2 separate regions of the Drosophila melanogaster genome follow, and region 2 is linked to region 1. Evidence: chromatin contacts called from public Hi-C data. All regions are on one chromosome and are shown on one strand. Each heading gives the region's core, a stretch centred on a gene start, on an enhancer-like site or on the middle of the called end of the contact. The rest is flanking DNA. Distances are from core to core; before and after follow the strand shown.

Region 1 (6,881 bases), core at 1,524-4,023:
ACTGCACCTGATACCACTGAACCCCTAACCTCTGGTGATATTCCAACCCCAGATGTCAAGTTGCAAAAGTTTAGGGAACAAACGGCTCCAGCTTTAAACTACGAGCTAGAGTTTGTTGACTTCGTAGATCGCAACGCACCTCAGGGTCTATCGAAGAAGATAATTGATATATTGCCCTATCTGGAGGTCAGCTTTTTGTCCTGGCCAGCGTTTTGGATTTGGCGCGGCTACAACTGGCAGTCCGCACGAAAAACGGAGAGAATCGCATTTTACATTCAAAGGGTTTGAAATATAGCAGTCTACCCCGTGCAGTCTAACCTATTGAAAACTATTCATTTCAGACCTATCAACAGGCCAAGCTAATGCAGTTGGCTATCTTAGCCACTGGTCTGTTCACGATATCAATGGGTCGACCTGCCGGCATACCAATAGAAATGCATACAGTGCACAATAATCAGGAAGAAACAGCTGACATCGGAGACTCCTCTTAGTTCAGGTAAGCCTTGATATATGTTTCTGTCCAAACTTTACACACACACACAATACACAACTTTCGGTCGAAAATTAAACCTTTCCAAGATGGGCATCCAAAATTATTACGGCAATCTGAAGGAGAAGTTCTCGACGAGGCTTAAGCGAAAGGAGGAGGAACCAGCCAAGGCAATAGCCCACCCACCTCGGATGCATAATCTTGGCGAGGAGATACGTTTACTGGTGCATTCGCAATCCTTTGAAAAGGCCTACAGTACTGCAGCACCATTTCTTTTCGCCAGTTTGGGGGCGTGGCCGGGCTATTGGCTGTTCAGAGGAATGGATTACCATGTTCATCGATCGCACATTCCATTGCCCATCTATATAAGACAGGTGAGTCGTTTGTTGCTTCGGTTTGCTATAAGCTTTTATCTAAACACATTATCATCTTAGACCTACTATCAAGCCAAAGTGGTGCAACTTTTCATTATCATGGCCGGCACATATACCGTTTTCAGAAACGCCAGTCGCTTGCGTTTGATGAATGCAAATAGAGTGGCGAAGTCTTCTTGAAAGCCTTCAAAAATCATGCAATTGGATGTCCAAGAACCAGCGTCTTACAAATTTCGGAAACAGACCATCGGAAAGTTGAACTTTTAATTTAACAAACACAAAATATAAACACAAAAATATATTTTATATTCATTTCCTACAAAGTTGAGTCTGTTGATGCAGCCGATTCTCCGGAATCATCACTTTCCTTATCTTCATCATCTTGAATCTCCTCTCTAATGGTTCGAATTACATGTGCTAGTGCTCCACCACAGACACCATTGTCCACCAGTTCGATGCAGATTTTAAGGGCTTCCTTGCTGAGACCAGAGTCCACTACATCCGATAAGGTTTGCAGGATAGTGAAGCGATCGTCGGATTTATGTTGTGTCGGTTGTTCTGACATACTTATTCCACAAATTTTGATATAAACTCGGAATAAATCTCTAAATAATTTAGGGCAATGCTGACAGATAACTCAAAAGCAATCGATTGAATGTATATCATTTACAAATGATTAATGGTTATGTCAAAATATTTGAGTTCCCTTCATAATCTCAGGCCTGCACATTTGTTCTGCTAACCCGAACCCCGATGCCTAACCGTAATCCATTACCAGCTGTAAATCGTAACACCGTTTCAAGTTCAAAGTTCAGTAATGAGGCACCTGCTCCAGTGAACCCCCCCCCATTTGCTCGACATCCGATCTGCCCGCTGCCAAGTGGAAAGATAAATTAGCTACAAATTAAACAAATTATATACGCCAGAGATGCGTGCCTCTCACAGTCATTTCAAACGGAGGGGAGAATTGTAAATGCTGAAAATCTCAGCTGGCGGACAATTAAAAAACGCTTAAATGAAGATCTTTTTCAGTCGGCAAGTGCAGTGCCGCCAGCATGTGATAAGTAAGAGCAAACACTTAATCGTGAGAGGGGGATCCATTGTATCGCTTGGCCTCACCTGTATGAGATACATTTTCCGCTTTTTTTTTCGACGCTCCACGCAACGAATGCTAATTATGCAGCATCTGATGTTGTGATGATGAAGTGGTTACTGTCTTGCTCTACTTGGAATGCAGCCTCACTTTGTATATATGTTTTATGGGTCTGGTGCAATTGCGATCAATTGGAAACCGAAAAGAAGACAATCTCGGGATTTTTTCACTTAATGAAAATCAATTGAAAAACGTTTTCGCTGCGAAAATGTAGAACTTCACTTGGTAGCGAAGCAATTTGCAGCTTTAACTGAGGCGTTCAAACTAAAACAGTTGGCCGTGTCTTATTGTACAGTTTTATATAGTCGGGCTATATAAACGCAATTAGTCAGCAGCACGTAAACACAAACTTAATGCTTGTCTTGTGGTAGTTATTATTCGACCGATCGAAGGGGGTAGTACATAAACTTTTCAGAGGGTGTTTCCCAGCTTAACACACTTTGCTTGCTATGGCAATAGGTTTGCAAATGCCTTTACAAGGTGTTCACACCGCACAAAATCGATCAAACAAATAATTTCAAACACGATTGGCCAGCTCAATGTATGGGAACTTGAGCGGTCTATTGGTATTTCGAGGTTTCTCTTCGCTGTTTGTTTATACTTTATTTATTTACACAAATATGTACAGTTCGTGGATTTAGGTTTAGTGCGTGGTTTAGTGCATATTTTAGTGTATTTATCATTTGAATATTATTTTAAATTATTATTCGTTAACGCGTTTGAATGACCATCGTGTCTGTGAGTTGAGCGCGAACTGAATTGAAATTCCGCTGGGCTGTAGCTGCAAAGCAGCTTGTGGATTGTATCTTATGGATTCCATGCAACCTCATCATGAGGTTCGCTTCGAACATGTTTGGAAATATCTTTGATAACCAACGGATCAAACAGGTTGCGGACGATTGGGAATGTTCGAATATGTTCCCAAGATTCCCCGGGGCTGCACTTGAAATCGCTTCGACATTTCTTGATGTCACAACTTCGGAATTTGGATTATTCTGGGGATGGAGGCGCCCACTAGGAATTTAGTTAATTTGTTGATTATTCCGAGCACCATGGATGGGGCAGAAATTGGGCTTAATGAATGCTAAATGGTTTTAATGGGTGAAAAGACTAAGGGATGAATAGCATGGGGCGAACATACGTGAGTTGGTCATGGGATAGAAGTGGATCATTCGTACTTTTATGATAGTAAATAAAACTAAATATATAGTGTCAGGCACCCTTTGGAAAACCAAGATTGGCTAGCCAAACCTAAAACCTCATAACTATTCATCTCTCCACACCCAGGCGCATATCTCAGCTTGTGGAACGCATTGCAACAGGTTCGCTGGGCATTAAAAATAAAAGCTGCAGAAATCCGTAAGGCGAAACAAAAACGAGACCATAATAATAATTAATACCAATCGGCCGAGAAACCCACCGAACTCCGCCAAAGGAGAGAAGTGCGTAAGTGAAATGAAGAAAAACAGGAAATTTTTCGCAGCAAAAGTTGCGAAATATTTCATAACCTGCCAGCGAGAGATGACAAAACTGCAGATGGATCTGCATGAAGAAATTTCACTCAAATATCATGGCGAAAGGAGTGTGGTGTCTTGGCCAATAATCGTTCACCCTTGAAATCGGCTTGAAAAGCAGCATTCAATTTGCAAAAAAAATGAAAATGAAAAGGAAACTTGCGGCCAATTTCATTGGCCATGCCCGCCCGATTCTCTGGCATCTTGTGGCACAAATGTGTGGCACCGTGATAAATGCACCGAATAAGACGGGAGAAATAAAATCAAAATGAGCTAAGACAAAAAACCTGCAATCAGCAAACGAAAGTGAAACAAAAGCGTCGACGAGCGAGCAAGAGAGACAGGGAAAAGACATTGGGAACGCTCAGCGAAAAACTTGCAATTTCCATTTTAAATACGCAACAACTTTCGGCTAGAGGCAGGCAGCCACAGCCACAAGGAGTCCACCTCGTTGTACTCCCCGCCCCTCATGCAGCTGCTCAAAAAACCATAAAGGAAGGGGCGGGAGGCAATGGAACTTAGGACCAGATCCAGACTTACACTTAGAGAAAGTGGCACGAATAAGTGTAGTAAATTCAAATATCTTAGTTATTAAGAACGAGCTACATAATAATATACATATTTCCAAAGATTTTACTATGTAACACATCGTTTTTTGCGTGTATCCATGAACACAGAAACGACTTGGGCCGCAAACTCCTTGACTCGGCGATTTGTTGTCTGTGGATCGTCTGGCTCTTGATTGGAGCTGCCCTCCAGGAAGCGGACGAGGAGGAGCAGGAGCAGGAGCAGGCGAGGTAGAAGGAGCTTGTGAAGCCGTAGGAGTCTGGGCGGATTGGCGCTCTTTTGTTGGGTATGTCATCAGCATAAATTTCGCCTCGCATTCATCATAATTTTCATGCATTTAATTTGTATCATAAATTGTCTGCTTTAGACTCCTAGAGTCTGACACTGAGATTGCAAAGGGCCATAAATGCTGAGTTATGAAATCTTCAATTAGTTCTGAGGGTCGGCAGAGCTTTGCTTATGCCAAGTTCCCAGCAAGTTCAACGAACGACTGGCATTTTCACTTTCACTTAAAGCAGCAGGGAAATGGGAAATGGGAAATGCAGGTTCAATGGTCACGCACTTGGCAAAACAGCAGCCGCAGCAGCAGCAACATAAGCTAATTGACATCCCTAGCCGGTGTCTGATTACCCAGCAGATTTTGCAAATGAGCCGGACAAACATTGGTACAAACAATCCCATACACTTGAGATACAACGAAATGCATTCGCCAGATACAAAGGTACTGCGATGCAAAGATACAAAGACACAAATTCACTCGACGCACGTTTGAATGCTGTGCAACACGACGATCAATAAACAACAAAAGACTGGCAGACTGTCTGGGCCGAGATGGCCGGGATGGGATCGTTGTTGGTCAGGTTAAAGATCGTTAGGCGCGACAAGGGGTCAGGTAGCAGTGGTGGTGAAGGAGATATGTTCGTATGATGGCCACGATAATCAAGGAGTGGAGTGTATCTCCGTTCAGTTCATTTTCCACTTATTTCGCTAGCCGCCTGACCAAATGAGCCAATAACTTCATTGGTGAGCATAATTATGGGCTGCATTGATTGGAAAATCCATTATGCGCCTCGCTTTTCAGACTGCACATGCTAATGGCTCCCTTTTTACGAGCCACTTCCTCGCAGGAACCGGGGATTACGCAACTCCTCCCCCGGGGGGGAAGTCCTAAGTAAACAAATCAACTCCGTTTTTTATTGACTTACGCAATGATTTCCTTTAACTGCCTATGGCCCAAAAACGATAGCAGTAAAACTTACCTGCGCGGAAAGGAAGAGCACAGACAGATGGCATTAGTCATATGTATACGAGGTGTACATGATATGCGTGGAAATGATTAAGCAATTTCCGTTGACATGCCATTTTCCAAATGGACCAGCCGAGAGTGAGAGTGCGGCGATAGCGAAATATATACGTATCTGCAACTGCAATCGCTCATAAATCAAGTTTGCTCCATCGAGACTTACGTTCATTCGGTTTATGGCGACAGATTTTGTGGCCAACCAAATGCAGTTAATGGTCAGGAATGTGGCGAAATGTGGCGAAAGGGAACTGCCGATATAATAGAGAGTTTCGGTTTCGTGCCGTATTTGACTGGTGTTTAAGCGAAATGATTAGGAAACCCGCTCACTAACAATTTTGCTCTAGATACTTGGGTAATTATACAATAGTAATCAGTAGTATACATAAATTGGATGGTAATACCCTTAAGATAATATACTCGAATATAAGTAGTGTAAGGATCGTTTCCTATATGCCCATTCAATATATATGTTATAATAGTAATACCTTAATTTCCCACGCCAATTATCCCTGATCTAACCATGCAGCTTCCTTGATGCAATTCGCCTTCATTTTCCCACACCTTTCTGATGTCTCAACTGGTAGTTCTCGAGGAAAACAAACCGCAGATCATCTGGCTCTACGCCTATGAGTTCCACCCCCAAACAACTCAAACACCTGCTGACCTGTGGCGCAATCTTTTTCCACCGATTGATGGATGGGACACTGTCAGGTAGTCGCGGGCATCCACCAATTCAGCAGATACTTTCTGCCACATTGGTGTGAAATTTTGTTTCGTCTGAGGCAGCTCAAAGATATGTCTTTGAGGCGTTTTTGGAGCCCATCAGACCCACTCACTCTGCGCCAAGTTCAATGGACGCTGGTTGGCAGACGCAGAAAAGGGTCTCCTTTTATGCTTCTTCAATTTTATGGACAGTTAAACAATTATATTTGGTATTTACAGCCCGCCAGACGACCATTCGAGATACGCCATGAGAAAGATGATGCAATGCGGCAATTGACCAGCCACTGGCGATCAAAAGAAGGAGGAGTAGATGGCTTCAATCCAAGGAGCCGACCGGCAATCCGACAATCTGCCACTTGGCACTTTCGATTTTCGCTTTCGCAGTTAAAAAAGAAAACATTTTGTTGCATTTTTTCCAACTGGTCACGTAACGAGACGCCCAGCCAGCCAACCAACCATCTGACCATTAAGAAATTCTCGAGGATTGGGTGGGTGCTGCAGTGCCGGGGTATTTGGAGCTTAAGCAACTGCACCCGCACCCACCAAATCGAGCTGCCTCGCCCGGGCGGCATAAATCACTGGGGAAAAGCGCAGCCCAGTGTTGCCATCGCAATTCCATGGTGTGTGCATAAATTTAATCGGGCGTTTTATATCAGCACCTCGACGTCGAAACTAGAAGACAATGCGCAATTCGCCTAAATATAGCACAGACTTTGAGTCCGTTCGTCATGCCAGATGCAATCTAAATGAGAACCGA
Region 2 (7,193 bases), core at 2,532-5,031, 490 kb before region 1:
GTTCTTTATCGGCATAAAGCGGAAATATGTTTACAATATATAACTACAATATAAATGCTATGCTATTAATATCGAAGCCTTGTGGGTAAGTACAAGAATGTCCTTCACCGAACACCATTCAACGTCCCAGGTGTCTTAATAAATACCAGTGAACAATTATGAGTACTCGCAGCCAGTTGTGCAATATTTCCAGTTGCATAACCAGTGCAAATTATATTGATAAGTCAGGGTTCGAGTGTGTGCATGTTCGAAAATCTCAATTAAACTAAGGTGCAACAGCCTCGTCCTGTTCTACTTATCTTTCGTACCTGTTGTGGAAAACTCTGCTCTCCAACCTACACACAGTGGGTATTTTCAACTGGCAGCGATTCAAACTGGCACAGTGGGACGGAACCCACCCACAGAGCTGCATTGAGTATTGAGGCCCATTCCACACCCCGTGACTCTGCCGAGGGTTAATTTGTCTTCTATAAGGATATGTATGTGAGCGAGAGAAAAAGAGTCCTGCCTGCTTGTATTGTGCGGAGTTTTAGCAATGATTAGCATCACGAAATGGAAAACTATTGTTCCAATACGCAGTCGAAAACCAGGTAAAAAGGTATTGACAAATCAGGTAAGGATAAGTCCGCAAAACAAAACATATCCAACTCACATGCTATGTAAAGGTGAAACTGTTGCAATTAGGGTTTAAGGGGAAAATTATAAAAATAAGTTTGCAATACAGCAAATTCGAATGTTTTGTTAAATTAATCCATTTCATCATCATTGAAATTAATATAAAATTCATGTTCCATAAACAAATATCTAAGCACATCGAACTATTATTTTCTATAAAATGAGCCAGCTCCAAATTTGATTTTGCCAGTGAAACTTTTTGGGTTGCAGGCTCCTCTAAGGACGGTCAATATCCATATTGCCCCCTACCCACCCCTCTCCTTTTAAAATCCCTTGAAAACCCAACAACTACAACAAGAACAACAGCAACAGCAGTGAGCAGCTGAAGTTTCTGGCAGTCGAACAACACCAGTAGAGGCGGTCAGAAAGAGAGGGCATCACTGGCGGCTGCTTGGCAACCGAATCGCGAGTGAAAGAGATGTCCTGCTGATGACGAGCAGTGCAGAATGCGGCATCAAAAGCAACAACAGCAACAACAAGTCAGAAGCAGCAACAATGCAGCGGCAGCGCTGCCAGCTTAGGCGTTGTTGCTGTTGTTGTGCGTTGTGTATAAAAATTTAACATCTGCTCCTTTCATGATTTCAGTTTCGGAAAACTCAAAACTCGTACAACAACGAGGGCTGTAATGGCACAAATAAAAATATATATGTATGCATCTGTGCGGAGTGTCTATCCCTCTCTTTCGCTCCGGGTATGCCCCTCTCTTTCTAGCGGCTTGTTGTTGCTGTTAATGCATTTGGCTTGCTTTACTCGTATTACGTGTGCATTTGCCACTCCGAACTAAAAAAAAAAAAAAAAACGAAGAAAACATTGAGATACTCGGATGCTGAGATACCGAGATACTCTGGAAATGCTCCTTTGGAGCTGTAAGTTGATAAAAAACCGGCGGCCAACTGGCGGATTTTAAACGGAATGAAATAAATTAAAACGTGGCGAGGAAATGCAGCCACAGGATGCTGTAGTCCTGCTGGGTGTGCCATGCATCTTATGGTGCATTCAACTTCAGCCAGTGATTTTCACTCTTCTTCAGCGTTTGCCCTTGGAGAAGTTAGTCTGAATACACGCTGGGTACATGGAATCGATCTAGGAGATGGCTGCACTTGAAGTTGTAGTTAAAAAATAAGCTAAATTTTATTTTAATATTCTTATAATCAACCTTATTGGCTAACATATCTCAACGTGCATTCGTTCCTACACATTTGCAAGCATTTTATATGATTAAAAGGTATACATACTTGAAATTGGCTAATAAATCTTACCCCTGTTTTCAGTGTATTACATTTATCATTTTTTTTTTTTTTTTTTTTTAATATTTTATTTTTCTATTCATGTTCTGTGCGCACATTTCATTCATTTTTCAAATACTTCTGCAGCACCAACTGTCAGATACATTTCTGGTTTCCTTTGCCGCACGTCTTTTTATTGTGGCTGCTTGCAGTGTGAATGTCCTTTGCTGTCCTCACAAAGGACACGCAAAAGCCAAATAAGAGCGAAAAAAGTAGAAAAAAACGCAAAGAGCGGAATGCAGAAGAACGAAGAGAGACTTGCAGCAGCTTCGAGTGCAGAAAACCCAACTATGAAGAACTTGTCTGCGGATCGTGAACTTAAGAACTATCTAAGAGGAGAAAAGGCCGGCTGCATTTTGTTGTTTGTGCAGATGTTTCTTCGAGGTTCCTCGAGGGATTTTATGGGTATGCGTTGCGTATGGGACAGGTCAGTGTTCGGAGGATTCGGATTCAGATTGAGATTCGGTTCCGGAGGATTCGAAGTCGGTTAAGGGTTGTGCCCCTAGGTTGAATGATTTTCCATTACGCAATGCAAATAGACAGCAGCGTTCCGCGTACTCGCTTTGTTTTGTTATTTTCTCTGTCAGCGCCAGGCAACAATGCAACTGTCAAGGTTTCCATTTTCCGCCGTGGATTGCTCTCTATGAAATGGCGAAAAAATGGCAGCTCCACTAATAGTTGGCATGAAACGAGGTTGCAACAGGACCGCCACGAGAAAAAAGTGAAATGAAATCAACCGCCCCCGCTCTTTGCGCAAAAGTAAAAAAGGGGCAAAACATGGCAGGCAAATTGTACCAAAATCCCGCAACGGCAGCCAGTGCAATGCCAGGATATATGGCACATGCCCACAAGGTCCTGCCTCCGTGTCCTGCGTCCAGCGCAGCAGTGGCAGCAACAGCACCGCAGCAACGTCCACGGCACCGCAGCAACAGCAGCGGGAAAGTAAAACTTATTCGGCTGGTCGAACTGCGAATGCCCTGAATTTCGAAACACATTTTGCGAGCTTATCTATTCTGATAAAATTGTAAATAAATCAATAAACTATACGCCAATTACCATATAATGCATGCTTGAATTCAATGTGCTTAATTGCTAAGTAAGCTAAGTAAGCTCCTTGGTTAGGGTATCAAAACAAAGGCAGCAGAAAATATCTCGTAGCGCACATAGATTGCAAGTTCGCATTGTGAGCGCGAAACTAGGGAAAAAAATTTTTAATTGGAACAACAACTGTACAGCGGCGCAGCAGCAGCAACAACAACAAAAGCGCACTTCAAACGCCGCATGTTCGTATCCGTGTCTTGTTGCAGCTGTGTGTGTGTGTGTGTGTGCTTGTGTGTTAATGAAAGAGAGAGGATGCAGCCGTAAATGTAACTGTGTGCGTGCGGCTGTGTGTTTGTGTGTGTGTGCCAGGACTCTCGAGCCAAAAGTTGCAGGCGCAACAGCAACAAGCAGCAGTTCGAAGTTAAATATTTAAGAATTTACAAAACTTTTTAGGGAACATAAAAATAAATACAAATTTCAAAACGAAAGAATCTTGCTCTTCATCTTTTAATGATGGTCAAACTGAAAAATAATATATTTTACGAATGACTAATAAGCACAAAAATAAATTAAAAATCATTTCTTAAAAATGCTTAAGTATTGAATGAATTATACAATATAAAACCGCTAGTTAAGAGAATTCGGTCGTCATGCTTGTTGTATTCTTAAGTTCGAGTGGAGCCCGCATTGGTTCGATGCGAACATGAACCTGTTCGCTTCGAGCACGAACTTGTTCGATACATTTTATGTTTGCTCCTTCATTTTCATTTTCATTTTCAGTTCAGTTAGTTCAGTTGTTGTGTATCCTTCGGGTGAAAAGTTTCCTACAAAACACGGACTTTTGCACCGCCGCCGCCGTTCGAGCGCTAGAAACGAGTGCGAGTGCGTGTGAGACTTACTAGCTAACTAACTGATTCTGATTCTGATTTTCGGGAATATACTATCCCTTCGGTGTGGGTGTGATCGAGTTCAAGGACTCGCGACTAACTTGTTCCAGTTTCGAAAACAGGCAGCCCCAAATAATGTGACCAATGTGACCAGTGAATTAGAATATCCAAGAGCAAAACAAAATCAAGAACTCCCGCAGATGCCGCACTTGCAGCTCCAAGTTCTTCAGCTTTTCATCCAAGTCCCGGTTTAATTTGCAGCTCCAGTTTCGCGCTCGGTTCTCTGGGTTTCCCTGCAATTTCCGCGATTTCCTTCTTTTGTTCCCTTCGTTCCGTTTTCGCGTCGCGGTTTGTTATTGTCAACTTTCGTTTTCGTGCGGTTTTTCGCGGCTTTTCTAACGGTCCAACGACGGTCGGCAAATGGATAGTGAAACTGGCTTGGATTTCCAATAGCTTCTAAGTACTCAACATTTTCCGAGGAAAAAAACTCGTGAAAGGACATGGATTAACAACTAAGGTTTGTAGTAGGGATTTAACAATATACATATATTTAAGTATATATAAATCGGGATGCTTTATGTATACCTTTTATCTATATATAACTATTCTGCGTATATAATCATTTTATTTGTGGTACCAAAGAAAATTAAATAAATGGTTTTTTTTTTTCATTAATTAAGCATAGCCATCAAACAAAAAGACAAATAGCCGCATACAGAACATAACTAACTCTTTGAAAACGAATCGTAAGGAACGTTTCCAAGAAACCAAACAGAATGGCCATATCCCTTTCATAAAACCGACTCCAATTAATAAAGCCAATTGAGCAAATGTATAAAAATGTTGAGCTCCAATCAAATATAAAACTCTACGCTTTTGTTCCTAATCCCTCAATTAAACTCACCTCTCGACCGAAAGCCAAAGAAAAACAAATTTCCAATTGAAATTTGCATTTGGGGCACAGGAAATACTTTCCAAGCGTAAACATGTAAACAAAGAGATAACAATTGTTATTGGTCATCCGAGGATCAAATTACAATAAGTGCAAGCTCAAAGAAGACCCAAAAAACAAAATCACAATCACCTAAGCAGGCAATTTCAGCGAGCTTTATTTGTGCAAGACAAATAAACAAAATAAAATAATAATATTACAGTAAAGGCAGAGGCTTCTCTTTTTGGACCGCAAACACTTATGGCAATGAGTAATGACTTTTAAAAGAAGAACTGTTTCTGATAGATACATTTTGCGTTTGTCTTAGCGCCAACTTAAATTAAAAAGCAGCGGGCTCTGAACTTCTTCTGGTTGTGAAGAGTTGAGCCGAGGCCCTGAAAACGTGCCAGAAAGCGACACACAGAGATACAAAGATACAGATACTCGTAACTAACAGTAACGTGCGTACATCTTCAAGATACTTTTTGGCGCGCTCAGAACAGAAGCGCCGAAAACAGAAAATAAAACAAGGAGAGTACATGGGAACGAGAAGCACAACAGAAAGCGAAAAGCTAAGAACACAGAAGGAGATACTTGTGCTCCTACAAGATACAGCTACAGATACAGATACATGGCAATAAAGAGAATTTAAAGAAAGATAAATAATAAAACCAAACAAATTGAGGCGCAGGCCGCGAAAGAAGTTCAAGTTCAGCGAATGTATCTCCGTGCCAGTATCTGTATCTGTTGGATGCAATTTGTCGGCCGCCTGCAAGTTTATTACCGTCTTACCCCCAATGAATCTATATATAGCTGCCATATTTTGTTTACAATTTTCCGCCGCCCACGATTCATTCATAAAACACATCAGCCCAAAATAAAAGTTGGCAAAAGGACACGCAGGCAAATTAAGGCTTTGACCTAGAGAAAAATAAACAACACCCAGGATATAACCCCTGCCCCCGTCCTCCCCCCCTCCACACACTCGTTAACAGTAACGTGCGTGACTTTGAAAGCAGGCAAGGCAAATGACAAACTCGTAAATCTCAACACACTCACGGGAAGTGGGTGGTGCGTTTTTTTTTTTGGGATGTGGGTGAAAATGCGAGGCATAAGTGCCCCTACTCCCATTCATATACGCTTAATACTCAGCCGCGTATGCCTGTCCATGGACTCCTTGCATGGCTTCATTGGGCCCCACAGCACGTTTCATTTCATCCACACCTGCACCGCCGCACCACTCCGCGCACAACCCATCCCCACACCCAAACACCCAAACACCAATACCGCCAAGCTTCGGCACAACTCAATTTGCACGTGACACAACGAGGAACGAGATGTGGAGCAGGCACTGCCAGGCGAATTAACTCGCGTCAGGAATTTAAAGAAAATATCTTTCAGATACTATATATATTTTTAAGCATTCAAGTTCTAAGCTAGAACGAAAAAATGTTATATGAGAGCTTGAAATTAAGTTTTCGTATTAATATTCGCCATCATTTATAATATTGTAATAACTTGCCTTTAAGAAATTCAAACAGAGAACCGACAGAGAATAGTCGCTTAACTAAAAACAATTTTATTGCATTTGATGGCTTGATAAACAGCTTTCACTAAATTGCCTGCGTTCCATAGTATTTGTCTTGACTTTCAAGCTACCTTCCGCACAATATAAACTCGATTAAGTACATCCACCACCTTCGCAAGGAATGCAATTTCAGCCGTCTAGTTCGTATCATTAACATAAAATGAAATAATTTCCCCACCCATTTGCCAGTTTGTGGGGCTTCTTGAAATGCTACCCGGCCGAAATGATGCACCCCACCGAAAGTGGAATGGAATTTTATTCATTAACTTGCTGCGCTGCACATTTGGCAATTGTATAACATGCATAAATATGCAAACTTATTATGGCCCGAAAAATAGTTTCGCAATAGCGCAGTGCTGGGGAAAAATGTTAATAAATATTTAGCCCAACTGCTTTTGAACAATCCTCATATGAGCAAAAGTTGTAAACAAGCGCACAATGTTCGGATAACATATTAAAATATTACATTGAAGAGGATGAGCTGGGAAACTGGTTATGGGGACGAGGAGGAGGACGTGGGTTTCAGTTGGGAAAGGGGAGCACTTCATTTGCACAAATGGAGCGTCAGCTTGACAGGCAGACTGTTGAGAAGGCGGCGGAGGCGACGGGGGCGTCCTGCAGGATCCTGGGAAATGGGATGTTCGGAACATGCTGCTGCCCAACTGTCGTTGGCTGCACTTGTTATCAAAAGAGGTTGCTGTGGCTAAGAGTATTCGCACTAGTGTGGTAGGATAGTATCTGTAGGGTTTGTAGTGAATCCAATTGTTCGATTCATAATTTATACG

Evidence for each region. Hi-C and Micro-C count contacts between places; a contact is called where the count stands out from the background.
Region 2: a contact with region 1 is called in a Hi-C map of the Kc167 cell line, with 3 times the contacts expected there. The contact joins the promoter of Tet here to the promoter of Svil in region 1. A contact is called at or near these places in 14 of 107 Hi-C or Micro-C datasets (the Kc167 cell line, the S2 cell line, cellular blastoderm embryo and 5 more).

What each region holds. Positions count from the first base shown.
Region 1 is chr3L:2,383,884-2,390,764 of dm6, reverse strand. It overlaps Svil (Supervillin), which reads right to left and starts at 2,773. Exons shown (of 19, transcript NM_001299990.1): 1 at 1,984-2,773. The coding sequence starts at 1,998. Mzt1 (Mitotic spindle organizing protein 1) reads right to left here and starts at 1,500. Exons shown (of 1, transcript NM_001202099.2): 1 at 1,115-1,500. The coding sequence starts at 1,429. The coding sequence ends at 1,181. It overlaps CG32298, which reads left to right. Exons shown (of 4, transcript NM_167947.3): 1 at 1-282; 2 at 342-496; 3 at 580-864; 4 at 925-1,182. The coding sequence ends at 491. It overlaps CG32299, which reads left to right. Exons shown (of 4, transcript NM_001144402.2): 1 at 1-282; 2 at 342-496; 3 at 580-864; 4 at 925-1,182. The coding sequence starts at 580. The coding sequence ends at 1,044.
Region 2 is chr3L:2,875,746-2,882,938 of dm6, reverse strand. It overlaps Tet (Ten-Eleven Translocation (TET) family protein), which reads left to right and starts at 3,781. Exons shown (of 11, transcript NM_001274414.2): 1 at 3,781-4,406. lncRNA:CR44531 (long non-coding RNA:CR44531) reads right to left here and starts at 125. Exons shown (of 1, transcript NR_124765.1): 1 at 1-125.